Regions from separate parts of the Capra hircus genome. Here region 1 is linked to region 2. A link is a contact called in public Hi-C data. All regions are on one chromosome and are shown on one strand. Each heading gives the region's core, a stretch centred on a gene start, on an enhancer-like site or on the middle of the called end of the contact. The rest is flanking DNA. Distances are from core to core; before and after follow the strand shown. Region 1 has its middle 10 kb from the start of AHRR. Region 2 overlaps AHRR (aryl hydrocarbon receptor repressor).

The links. Hi-C and Micro-C count contacts between places; a contact is called where the count stands out from the background.
Region 1: a contact with region 2 is called in a Hi-C map of blood, with 6 times the contacts expected there. The contact joins two enhancer-like sites. A contact is called at or near these places in 2 of 5 Hi-C or Micro-C datasets (both in blood).

What each region holds. Positions count from the first base shown.
Region 1 is chr20:71,689,279-71,694,607 of ARS1.2, reverse strand. No RefSeq gene overlaps it. Among named protein-coding and RNA genes, the nearest start is that of AHRR, 10 kb to the right of the region's middle. Within about 2 kb of position 1,482, at least 1 of the 5 cell types and tissues checked has an H3K27ac peak or open chromatin away from gene starts, as enhancers often do.
Region 2 is chr20:71,598,508-71,603,410 of ARS1.2, reverse strand. AHRR (aryl hydrocarbon receptor repressor) reads left to right here. Exons shown (of 11, transcript XM_018065798.1): 9 at 1,951-2,012; 10 at 2,182-2,323; 11 at 2,669-4,903. The coding sequence ends at 3,644. Among named protein-coding and RNA genes, the nearest start is that of EXOC3, 7.8 kb to the right of the region's middle. Within about 2 kb of position 3,395, at least 1 of the 5 cell types and tissues checked has an H3K27ac peak or open chromatin away from gene starts, as enhancers often do.

The DNA.
Region 1 (5,329 bases), core at 233-2,732, 93 kb before region 2:
CCAGTGGGCCCCTCCTCCCCTGGAGGTTCCGCAGTGGATGGAGGTGGAGATAGTGGGGCCCACTTCCCCTCTGGAGGTTCCCCAGTAGACAGAGGTGTACACAGCGGGCCCACTTCTAGAGACTCCCCAGTAGATGGAAGTGTAGACAGTGGGCCCACTTCCCCTAGAGGCTCCCCAGTAGACGGAGGTGTAGACAGTGGGCCCCTCCCCTGGAGGTTCCGCAGTGGATGGAGGTGTAGACAGTTGGCCCCTCCTACCCTAGAGTTTCCCCAATAGACGGAGGTGTAGACAGTGAAACCCACTTCCCCTGGAGGTTCCCGAGTAGATGGCGGTGTAGACAGTGGGCCCACTTCCCCTGGGAGATTCCCTGTAGATGGAGGTGGAGACAGTGGGGCCCACTTCCCCTGGAGGTTCCAGAGTAGATGGAGTGTAGACAGTGGGCCCCTCCTCCCCTGGAGGTTCCCCAGTAGACGGAAGTGTAGGCAGTGGGTCCACTTCCCCTGAAGGTTCCCCTGTAGATGGAGGTGGAGACTGGGGCCCTCTTCCCCTGGAGCTTTTCCAGTAGATGGAGGTGGAGACAGTGGGGCCCACTTCCCCTGAGGGTCCCCAGGTGTGGATAGTTGGTCCCCAGTGGATGGAAGTGTGGACAGCACGGTCCCTCTGCCCTGGGAGGCGCCATGCTTGCTTACCCCGTGAGCTCTGGCCAGCACAGACCGCACGCTCAGAGCGAGGGCAGGCACCCCGCATTCACACTTGGGGCCCCTGTGGCGTGGGCCCCTCACAATCTCATGTTGGCCTGTCTGTCCTCCCCACCCCCACCCCTGCAGGACCTTAGGCCCTGGATTCCCCCCTGGACCCCAGGATCCGGGATCTCTGAAGCTGGTCTGGGGTGACAGCAATTCCCAGCTTCACTGAGGAACCTGCCCAGTGCACAGCCTGACTTTAATTTCTGGAGATCCCTGGGGCCTGTGCCCAGACAGAGTGGACATTGAGTTGCTTGCTCTCAGTGCAGGTCGGCCGTAGGCAGGAACCTGTGCTCGTGTGACTGGGGATGTCCCCTGATTCAGGGACGTGAACTGCAAAGAGGTCTGATGTGACACAGATGTGCTCGGGTGGCGCCGTACACAGCTGGTGCAGGCACACACATGGGTGGTGGAGACACACGGGTGGGCGGGAGGGGCACACACGGGCAGTCCAGGCGCACGGGTGCGGTGGGCTGGCATACACTCTGCACGGACCCTCTCAGCGGACTCGGGTTTGTACCAGTGCACATACATGTGGGGGTGTGTGTGGGCTGGGAGTGCGGCTGCCGCGGGAGAGGCAGGTGGGTTAAGGGCTGGGGGTCCCCAAGCCCTGCCCAGGCATTCACACAGGAAGATGGGGACCCCTTCCCTCCAGGGCCACACCCGAAAGGTCTCAGCACCAGTTGGCCACACGGGGGCGGTGCTGTGCCGCCTGGAAGGCCGCCTGACCCTGGGTCTCACCCAGACCCGAGCCCTGACCGAAGGCGTGGAATTTCCAGAAGCAGCGGAGAAACCCAAGGGATCGGGTCACCGGTTGTGAGGATGGAAACAGCTCTGGGGCTTTTCCTTTGTCAGGATTGTCCACACTCAGGCCAGCCTGGAGCCCTTGAGAGTCGGTTCGGGGATGGGGCAGAGGAAGGGCTACCGGGAAGCCGGCCCAGCCTCGGGGGGCTCAGGGTGGGGCTGTGCAGGGGGCCAGGCCATCTGCTGCCTTGAGCCTGGTCACTCAGCCCCTGCCCCTGGCTGCCAGCGCTCACATTCCTCCTCCACGGGCATCATGAGCTGATGACCCAGCTCCCTATCTGTCTCCCAGGAACATGATGGATGTGCCCGAGACGCCACTGTTCTCATCCAGGTTCCTAGCCCAGCTCTCCACGAAGAGGATGGTCGCCCGGTCACCACCCCGGTCACCGCCCATCACCACAGCCAGCTAGGGGAGCCACCTGCGCAGTCCAGGCGAGCCTGGTCAAAGAGGGAGCGGGCGGGGGCCCAGGGTGGGGGGTCGGGGGCTGCAGCAGAGCTGATGTGAGGAGCAGTGTGTGGCATGGCCGCATCACTGCATCTCCCCTTATGGGCGAGTGTGAGGGTGACTGTGAGCGTGGAAGTGTGCCAGGGCACACGTGAGGGTGTCATCGGTGTCCAGGCTGCAGGCTCCAGGAAGCCAGCCTGTGTGAGAGGCTGAATGGCCCTCTTGGGAAAATGGGTAAAGGCAGAGACTCTTGCCTGTTGTACGATGGTGGAAGTATACGTAATGAAAAGCTTACCATTTTAACCAGTTTTAAGTGCACAGCTAAAAGCAGAGACATTACTTTGCCAACAAAGGTCCGTCTAGTCAAGGCTATGGTTTTTCCAGTGGTCATGTATGGATGTGAGAGTTAGACTGTGAAGAAAGCTGAGCACTGAAGAATTGCTGCTTTTGAACTGTGGTGTTGGAGAAGACTCTTGAGAGTCCCTTGGACTGCAAGGAGATCCAACCAGTCCATTCTGAAGGAAATCAGCCCTTGGTGTTCTTTGGAAGGAATGATGCTAAAGCTGAAACTCCAATACTTTGGCCGCCTCATGCGAAGAGTTGACTCATTGGAAAAGACTCTGATGCTGGGAGGGATTGGGGGCAGGAGGAGAAGGGGACAACAGAGGATGAGATGGCTGGATGGCATCACTGACCCAAAGGACATGAGTTTGGGTGAACTCCGGGAGATGGTGATGGACAGGGAGGCCTGGCGTGCTGCGGTTCATGGGGTCGCAAAAAGTCGGACACGACTGAGCGACTGGACTGGACGGGACTGGACTGGACTGGACGGGACTGGACGGGACTGGGCGGGACTGGCGAGCGCAGCTCACAGGTATGGAGTGCACTCAGTGTTTTGCAGCCTCACACCACCCTCCGCGTGACCCCTCGTCCTGTGAGGCTGGAGCGCCGTCCCCGTGAACACTGAGTCCCCGCCCCCGCCTGCCACCCCTCGTTCTCCAGGAGCCCGACCCCTCTGGGCCCCTGTGTGAGCAAGTCCTGCAGGGTCTGCCCTCCCGGGACGCGTGCACGTCGCTGAGCACGGGGTCCTCAGATCTCACCCACGCTGGAGCCTGTCTTGGACTCTCCTTCCTGTTTAAGACGTGTGAATGGCACACCGTGCGTCCACCCCTCACCTGTTGGTGGACACTCAGGCTGCTTCTAGTCTTGGCTGTCGTGAGCTGCTGTGAACCTGGCTGAGCAGGTTCCTCCTCAGCACCGTGCTTTCGCTTCCTTCAGTCATGTCCCCAGAGGTGGTGGATTATGTGACGGATCTATGTCTAAGTTTTTGAGGGACTTCCATTCTGTTTTCCACTTGACTGCACTATTTTGCGTTCCCACCCACAGTGGCCAAGAGCTCCACTTTCTCCATATCTTGCAACATTTCTGTTTTGCCAATTTTTATGTTTTGACTAGTTTTTGGTGTTAGTTCTAGAAGATCTCATAGGTCTTCACCAGTCAGTTCAGTTCAGTCGCTCAGTTGTGTCCGAATCTGCGACCCCATGAATCGCAGCACGCCAGGCCTCCCTGTCCATCACCATCTCCCGGAGTTCACTCAGACTCGCGTCCGTCAAGTCAGTGATGCCATCCAGCCATCTCATCCTCTGTCATCCCCTTCTCCTGCCCCCAATCCCTCCTAGCATCAGAGTCTTTTCCAATGAGTCAACTCTTCACATGAGGTGGCCAAAGTATCGGAGTTTCACCTTCAACATCAGTCCTTCCAAAGAACACCCAAGACTCACCTCCTTTAGAATGGACTGGTTGGATCTCCTTGCAGTCCAAGGGACTCTCAAGAGTCTTCTCCAACACCACAGTTCAAAAGCATCCATTCTTCGGTGCTCAGCTTTCTTTATAGTCCAGCTCTCACATCCATACATGACCACAGGAAAAACCATAGCCTTGACTAGACGGACCTTTGTTGGCAAAGTAATCTCTCTGCTTTTCAATATGCTATCTAGTTTGGTCATAACTTTCCTTCCAAGGAGTAAGCGTATTTTAATTTCATGGCTGCAGTCACCATCTGCAGTGATTTTGGAGCCCAGAAAAATAAAGTTTGACACTGTTTCCACTGTTTCCCCATCTATTTCCCATGAAGTGATGGGACCAGGTGCCATGATCTTCGTTTTCTGAATGTTGAGCTTTAAGCCAACGTTTTCACTCTCCTCTTTCACTTTCATCAAGAGGCTTTTTTAGCTCCTCTTCACTTTCTGCCATAAGGGTGGTGTCATCTGCCTATCTGAGGTTATTGATATTTCTCCCGGCAATCTTGATTCCAGCCTGTGCTTCATCCAGCCCAGCGTTTCTCATGATGTACTCTGCATAGTAGTTAAATAAGCAAGGTGTCAATATACAGCCTTGACGCACTCCTTTTCCTATTTGGAACCAGTCTGTTGTTCCATGTCCTATTCTAACTGTTGCTTCCTGACCTGCGTACAGGTTTCTCAAGAGGCAGGTCAGGTGGTCTGGTGTTCCCATCTCTTGAAGAATTTCCCACAGTTTAGGTCTTCATAAAACTGTTCAGTTTCAGCTTCTTTGGCATTAGTGGTCGGGGCATCTACTTCGATTACCATGATGTCATTCATAAAGGAAATCAACCCTGAACAGTCATTGGAATATTCATTGGAAGGACTGATGCTGAAGCTCCAATACTTTGGCTACCTGACGCAAAGAGCCAACTCATTGGGAAAGACCCTGATGCTGGGAAAGACTGAAGGCAGAAGGAGAAGGGGGCGGCAGAGGATGAGATGATTGGATGGCATCACCGACTCGATGAGCATGAGTCTAAGTTTAAACTTCAGGAGATGATGAAGGACAAGGAAGCTTGGTGTGCTGCAGTTCATGGGGCCACAAAGACTTGGACACGACTAAGCATCTTCTTCAAAGATGGAGAAGCTCTATGCAGTTAGTAAAAACAAGACCGAGAGCTGACTGTGACTCAGATCATTAACTCCTTATTGCGAAATTCAGACGTAAATTGAAGAAAATAGGGAAAACCACTAGACCATTCAGGTATGACCTAAATCAAATCCCTTATGACTATACAGTGGAGGTGACAAATAAATTCAAGGGATTAGAGCTGATAGAGTGCCTGAAGAACTGTGGATGGAGGTTCGTGACATTGTGCAGGAGGCAGTGATGAAGACCATCCCCAAGAAAAAGAAACACAAAAAAGCAAAATGGCTGTCTGAGGAGGCCTTACAAACAGCTGTGAAAAGAAGAGAAACTAAAGGCAAAGGAGAAAAGGAAAGATATACCCATTTGAATGCAGTGTTCCAAAGAATAGCAAGGAGAGATAAGA
Region 2 (4,903 bases), core at 2,146-4,645:
ATCCAACCAGTCCATTCTAAAGATGCTGAAGCTGAAGCTCCAATACTTTGGCCACCTGATGTGAAGAACTGACTCATTTGAAAAGACCCTGATGCTGGGAAAGACTGAAGGCAGGAGGAGAAGGGGACGACAGAATGAGATAGTTGGATGGCATCACCAACTCAATGGACATAAGTTTGTGCAAGCTCCGGAAGTTGGTGATGGACACGGAGGCCTGGGGTGCTGCAGTCCATGGGGTTGCAAAGAGTCTGTCGGACAGGACTGAGCGACTGAACGGAACTGAACTGCCTGATCGCTTCTCCAGGAGGCGTGCTGTCCCCTGGCGGCCACGCGGGGAAGCGCAGGTGGGCCAGACTCCGCGGCGGTTGTGGACTCCTGGACCTCCTGCCGCTGCCCCGGGTGGCGTGGACGCCTGGACGTCCCTGGGAGGGCTGGCGAGGGTCTTCACGGTGAGGCTAGGATGCTGTACAGAGGGGGACTGTGGAGCGAGTACTAGACACACGTTGTAAACATCGTTAAAACTCAGGGAGGTTGTCAGAGTGCCAGGCTGGGCGCCCTGTGTTAACACGGCAGCTCCTCGTGGCTCCCGGTTCCACAGCGGGCGGTGCATGTATGTGGACGCGGTCCTCTCCGTCGGGCGCCCTCCCTCCCCCACGGTGTCCAGAAGTCCATTCACTGCGTCTGCGTCTCCACGCCTGCCCTGCAGATCGGCCCCTCAGTACCATTTCACTAGATTCCCCATGTATGCGCTAATATGTGATATTTGTTTTCCTCGGTCTGACTCGCTTCACTGTGCAGCAAGCTCTAGGTTCGGCGGGGCGGGGGGGAGCGGAGGGGATAGATGTATAATTATGGCCGATTCACAGTGTTGTGTGACAGAAGCCAACTCTGTGAAAATTTTAAAAATAAAGAAAAAAACTGGAAGAGAGGAAGAGCCCTCCAACATTTTGGCAAAGAAGCTTCTGTCGCCTTCTGGGTTTTCTGGAGCCGAATTCTGCCCTGAGCTGAACTCCTTCCTGGAGCACCTCCTCCCGTCCACTCCCCTCTGAGCTCACAGACCGTGAGGAGTGAACCCGGGGAGTTTGAGGCCCAGGAGGCTGGCTCTGGATGGAGCATCGTGCTCGCTGGACCCCGTTTGGGGCCTTTGCGATTCTTCCTGAAAGGGGACTTTGTGAAGAGCCTCGCTCCTGAATGTTCACGGGTCCTGTGTGCTCTCCTCCTCTGCCCCGTCCCTGCTGCGCCTCGGGGCCCGTCTCTGAGTCTCCTCTGTCTCCATCTCCACCTCTGCCCTGTCTCTGCTCCTGCAGAGACACCCACGAGATGGAGAGTCAGGGCCGCTGCAGGGCAGGAAGCTCTGGCTGTGCGGCCAGGTGGCCAGGGTTTGAATCCCACTCCTGCACCTGCTGTGGGGGCAGCTTCAGGCAAGTTGCTTAACACTTCAGAGCCTCGTCTTTTTCTTTGGAAATATGAGCAGAATACGATCTGTGGGATAAGTTGCAAGCTGCCTTAGGGTCTGTGATTGTAAGTCGTATGAGACACAGGCCTGTGTGTGTGTACACGCTGCCCTGGGCAGTCAGTGTTCAGTATCCCTAACTCAGTGCCCACAGTGCCTTTGTGAGCCACTGCAGGTAACTAGCGCAGGTCACAGGGGTCTGTGTCTTCATTCTGACCACCCAGAAGAAGGCAAGCGCGCCGACGCCCATCCGGCAGCCACACGTGTCTGCTTTCTGAGGCAAACCCGTCAGTGTTTCACTGGCCGGAAAAGTGATGTGAACTGGGATTTCCAGCAGCCCTGTAACTGAGAGAAGGCTTTCCAGTCTCCACAGACTTTCGCACGGGGAGTCGCTGTATCTTACGCTCTTGGGTGGCAGCAACGCCCGGCGTGTGTAATTTCTGCCCTCGACACACGTTTAATCTGCTTGTTGCTTTGGTCTTGTCTGTCCTTTGCAGAGCAAAAGCTGCCTCACGTCTCTGCGAATCAGAATTGCTCGGAAACCCCAATTACTCAGCAGGTACTCCTCACAATTCTCTTGACCACCTTTTCAAGCGCGTGGGGGCCCGATGCTGTCTGGAGCATGGGGCGGGTGGGCAGAGCCGGCTCTCAGGGTCGGTCACCTTGCGGAAGGTGAGTGTCTACCTGCTCCAGGCTCTGCTCAGCCTTGCTTTTCCGAATCCTGACAGGGAGAAGCAACGGAGAAAATGGCCTCTCCTTGTTCAGGGCGCCAGAGGACGCCTGCCGCTGGGGCCGGCTCACAGCCCGGGGCCCCTGCCTGTGCCTCCGGGGAGGCCCTGACCTTGTCCTTGGCCTCGAGGGCACCGCAGGGTAAGGGACTGAGTCACGGGGCCCGCAGCCCTCAGCCTCCCTGGGTGGGCCGGGGGTCACAGAGGGCACCCACAGCCGCTCCTCGCCCTGGAGGTCGTCCTCGCTGCGTGGGGACTGGCCGGGGACACTGGCTCCCCAGCCTCTGTCCTCACCTTCGCTCAGACACCCTCTCCCCTCGCTCCCAACCCAGGCCCCCCGCCCCACCACCAGGTGCTGGGGGACTGTGGGAGGGGCCCTTCGGGGAGGGAGGGGGCTGGCCTGGGGTCCCGGGGCTGCAGGTGGCACCCACCTGATGCAGGGTTGCCCCTGCAGCCTGTCCTGTCTGACGGGCGTCCCTTCCCGCAGGGCCGGGGAAGGAGAGGAGCTCGGGGGGCTCCCGCGGGATGCGCCCCCGTACAGCTGCCGCCTAGAGCCCCTGGGCCCTGTGAAGCACCCGGACTGGGCTGCTGGGAGGCACAGTCAGGACAGCGGCAGCGCCAAGCGGAAGCTGGAGCCCGGCAAGGCCGACCCGTTCCCCGCCGCCCCGGCCCGCGGTGCCTGCTTGCCCTACCCGGGTGCGCAGGGCGCCGTCCACTCCCTCCGGAGCGCACCCAGCTCACACCCGCCCAGGCCGCCCCCGGGGGCCTGCGCCGGCCGGACCAGCAGAGCCCTGAGGGACGGGCACCAGGGCCCAGCGCCGCCCCCCACCCCCGGCCCCTTCCCCCAGGGGGGCCTGGACAGCAGGGTCCCTCGGCCGGCACTCCAGCATCTCCCGGTGGGCGGCTACCCTGCTGAGGACAAGCTGCGAGGCCTTCTGATGCCCCCGGGAGCCCCGAGTCACCCCACGCTGTCGCTCGACGTGCCCATCAAGATGGAGAGTGACTCGGGGTCCGAGGATGCAGCGGATGGCTACTGCGTGTCCCCAGCCCAGGTGTGGCTGGGGGCCAGCAACCCAGCCAAGAGACAGCTGGCCACCTTCCCAACCAAGATGCACCTGAAGACGGAGCCAGGCGCCAGGCAGCCCCTGTACAGCCCACCCCCAGGCCCTGGCCTGCTGGGTGCCCCGCCCAGACCCGGCAGGGGGCTGGCCCCGCTGCACCCCGTGTCCTGTGCCTGCCTGGAGCCCCCGCCCCCGCCCCGCCTCTGTGTGCGGAGCCACCAGCCCCCCAACCTGGGCTGCAACTGCCGGGCTCCCGGGCCAGCTCCCGCAGTCAAGCTCGAGCCCCTGGACTCGCCCCTGTGGGCAGCTCACGGCCAGGGCGGGCCGCCTGGGCTGTTCTCCAAGAGCGCCCCGGCCGCAGGGATGCCCCCCAGGGACGCGCAGTGCGCCTTCCTGCCCTAGAGCTGCCGGGCCCCACGGACAGCTCTCCGGCCCAAGCCTTCCCCAAGGGAAGCACGTGCAATGGCAAGTTCACAAAAGCCCTAAGAGCAGGGTGGTCGTCAGCTGCTCGAGAGTGGCAGGTTCTCCTCTGAAGAGCACGGCTCCCCACCCCCACCCCAGGTCATCTCCCCAGCATCTCGCAGGGAGCAGACCTCGGGGAACAGCCGCACCCTGGTGGCCCACTGCCGAGACAGCTAACTGGAAGTAAGGCTCACTGAATGGCAGGTGGCCACATGCTTGTGCCTGGGAGGAATCTAGAACTTCAGCCAGAAGAGGCTGATGGCACCGGGCCGCCCTCCACTCCAACGCGCAGTGTGTGCTCGAAACACTGGCCTAGGCTGAGGCCGGCCCGGATCGGGGATTGGCCAGGTCTTGTGCAGTTCTTGCTGCAGTCTCTCTGGGGTTGCAGCAGCCTCCAACGGGGGTCCCTGCTCATCTGACCCCGCTGCATCACGTCACCTGGTGCACAGGGTGGAGCCCAGAAGCACAGCACGAGGGGAAGGAAGGAGTTGGTCCAGGTGTCAGGCTGCTTTGCTGACTGCAGGCCTTCAGATGACTCTGATCATCATCACAAAAGGAACTAGTCGAGACGAGACAGACAGGCAGCATTTTATAAAACGGCAAAAATTGTAGGGACATCCCCTGTGGTTCTGCGGTTAAATGCCTGCAGGGGGTGTGGGTTCGATCCCTGGTCAGGGAACTAAGATTCCACAAGCCGCAGGGTGCGGCCAGAAAAAAAGAAAAAAATCGTGAAGGGAACACATTCTGAACGTAGGGAATTTAGGTGCGAAAGAAGAAATCAGAAAGCGGAGGCCACCCGCAGTCACCACGGAGAGCTCATGGCTGAGGGCAAAGGTCACCACACCTTCCGGGCGACCTCACTCCACAGGTGCAGTCTGGGCAGGGGGTGACACCAGGGGACAGGGCCACCACTGGGCAGGAGGAAGCTGGCTGGAGGCCCTTCCTCTTTACAGCACGAGCGTCTGTCCTCAGTCACCCCCGGCCCCAAGAGTCTCAGGACGTGCTGGGGCCCCAGTGGGGACTTGCAGTCCCACCGATTCAGCAAGGGGTCTTTCTGTCTGTCATCTGTAGCTTCGGGGTGTCAGCGTTCAGCTCCTGAGTTGGGGGTGAAGCTGTTTGCTTCATTCACCTTGTCGAGCTCAGGACAGGGCCAGCAGGACTGGGTCTGCTGGACTCAGGCGCACCTGGGGGTGCCCTAA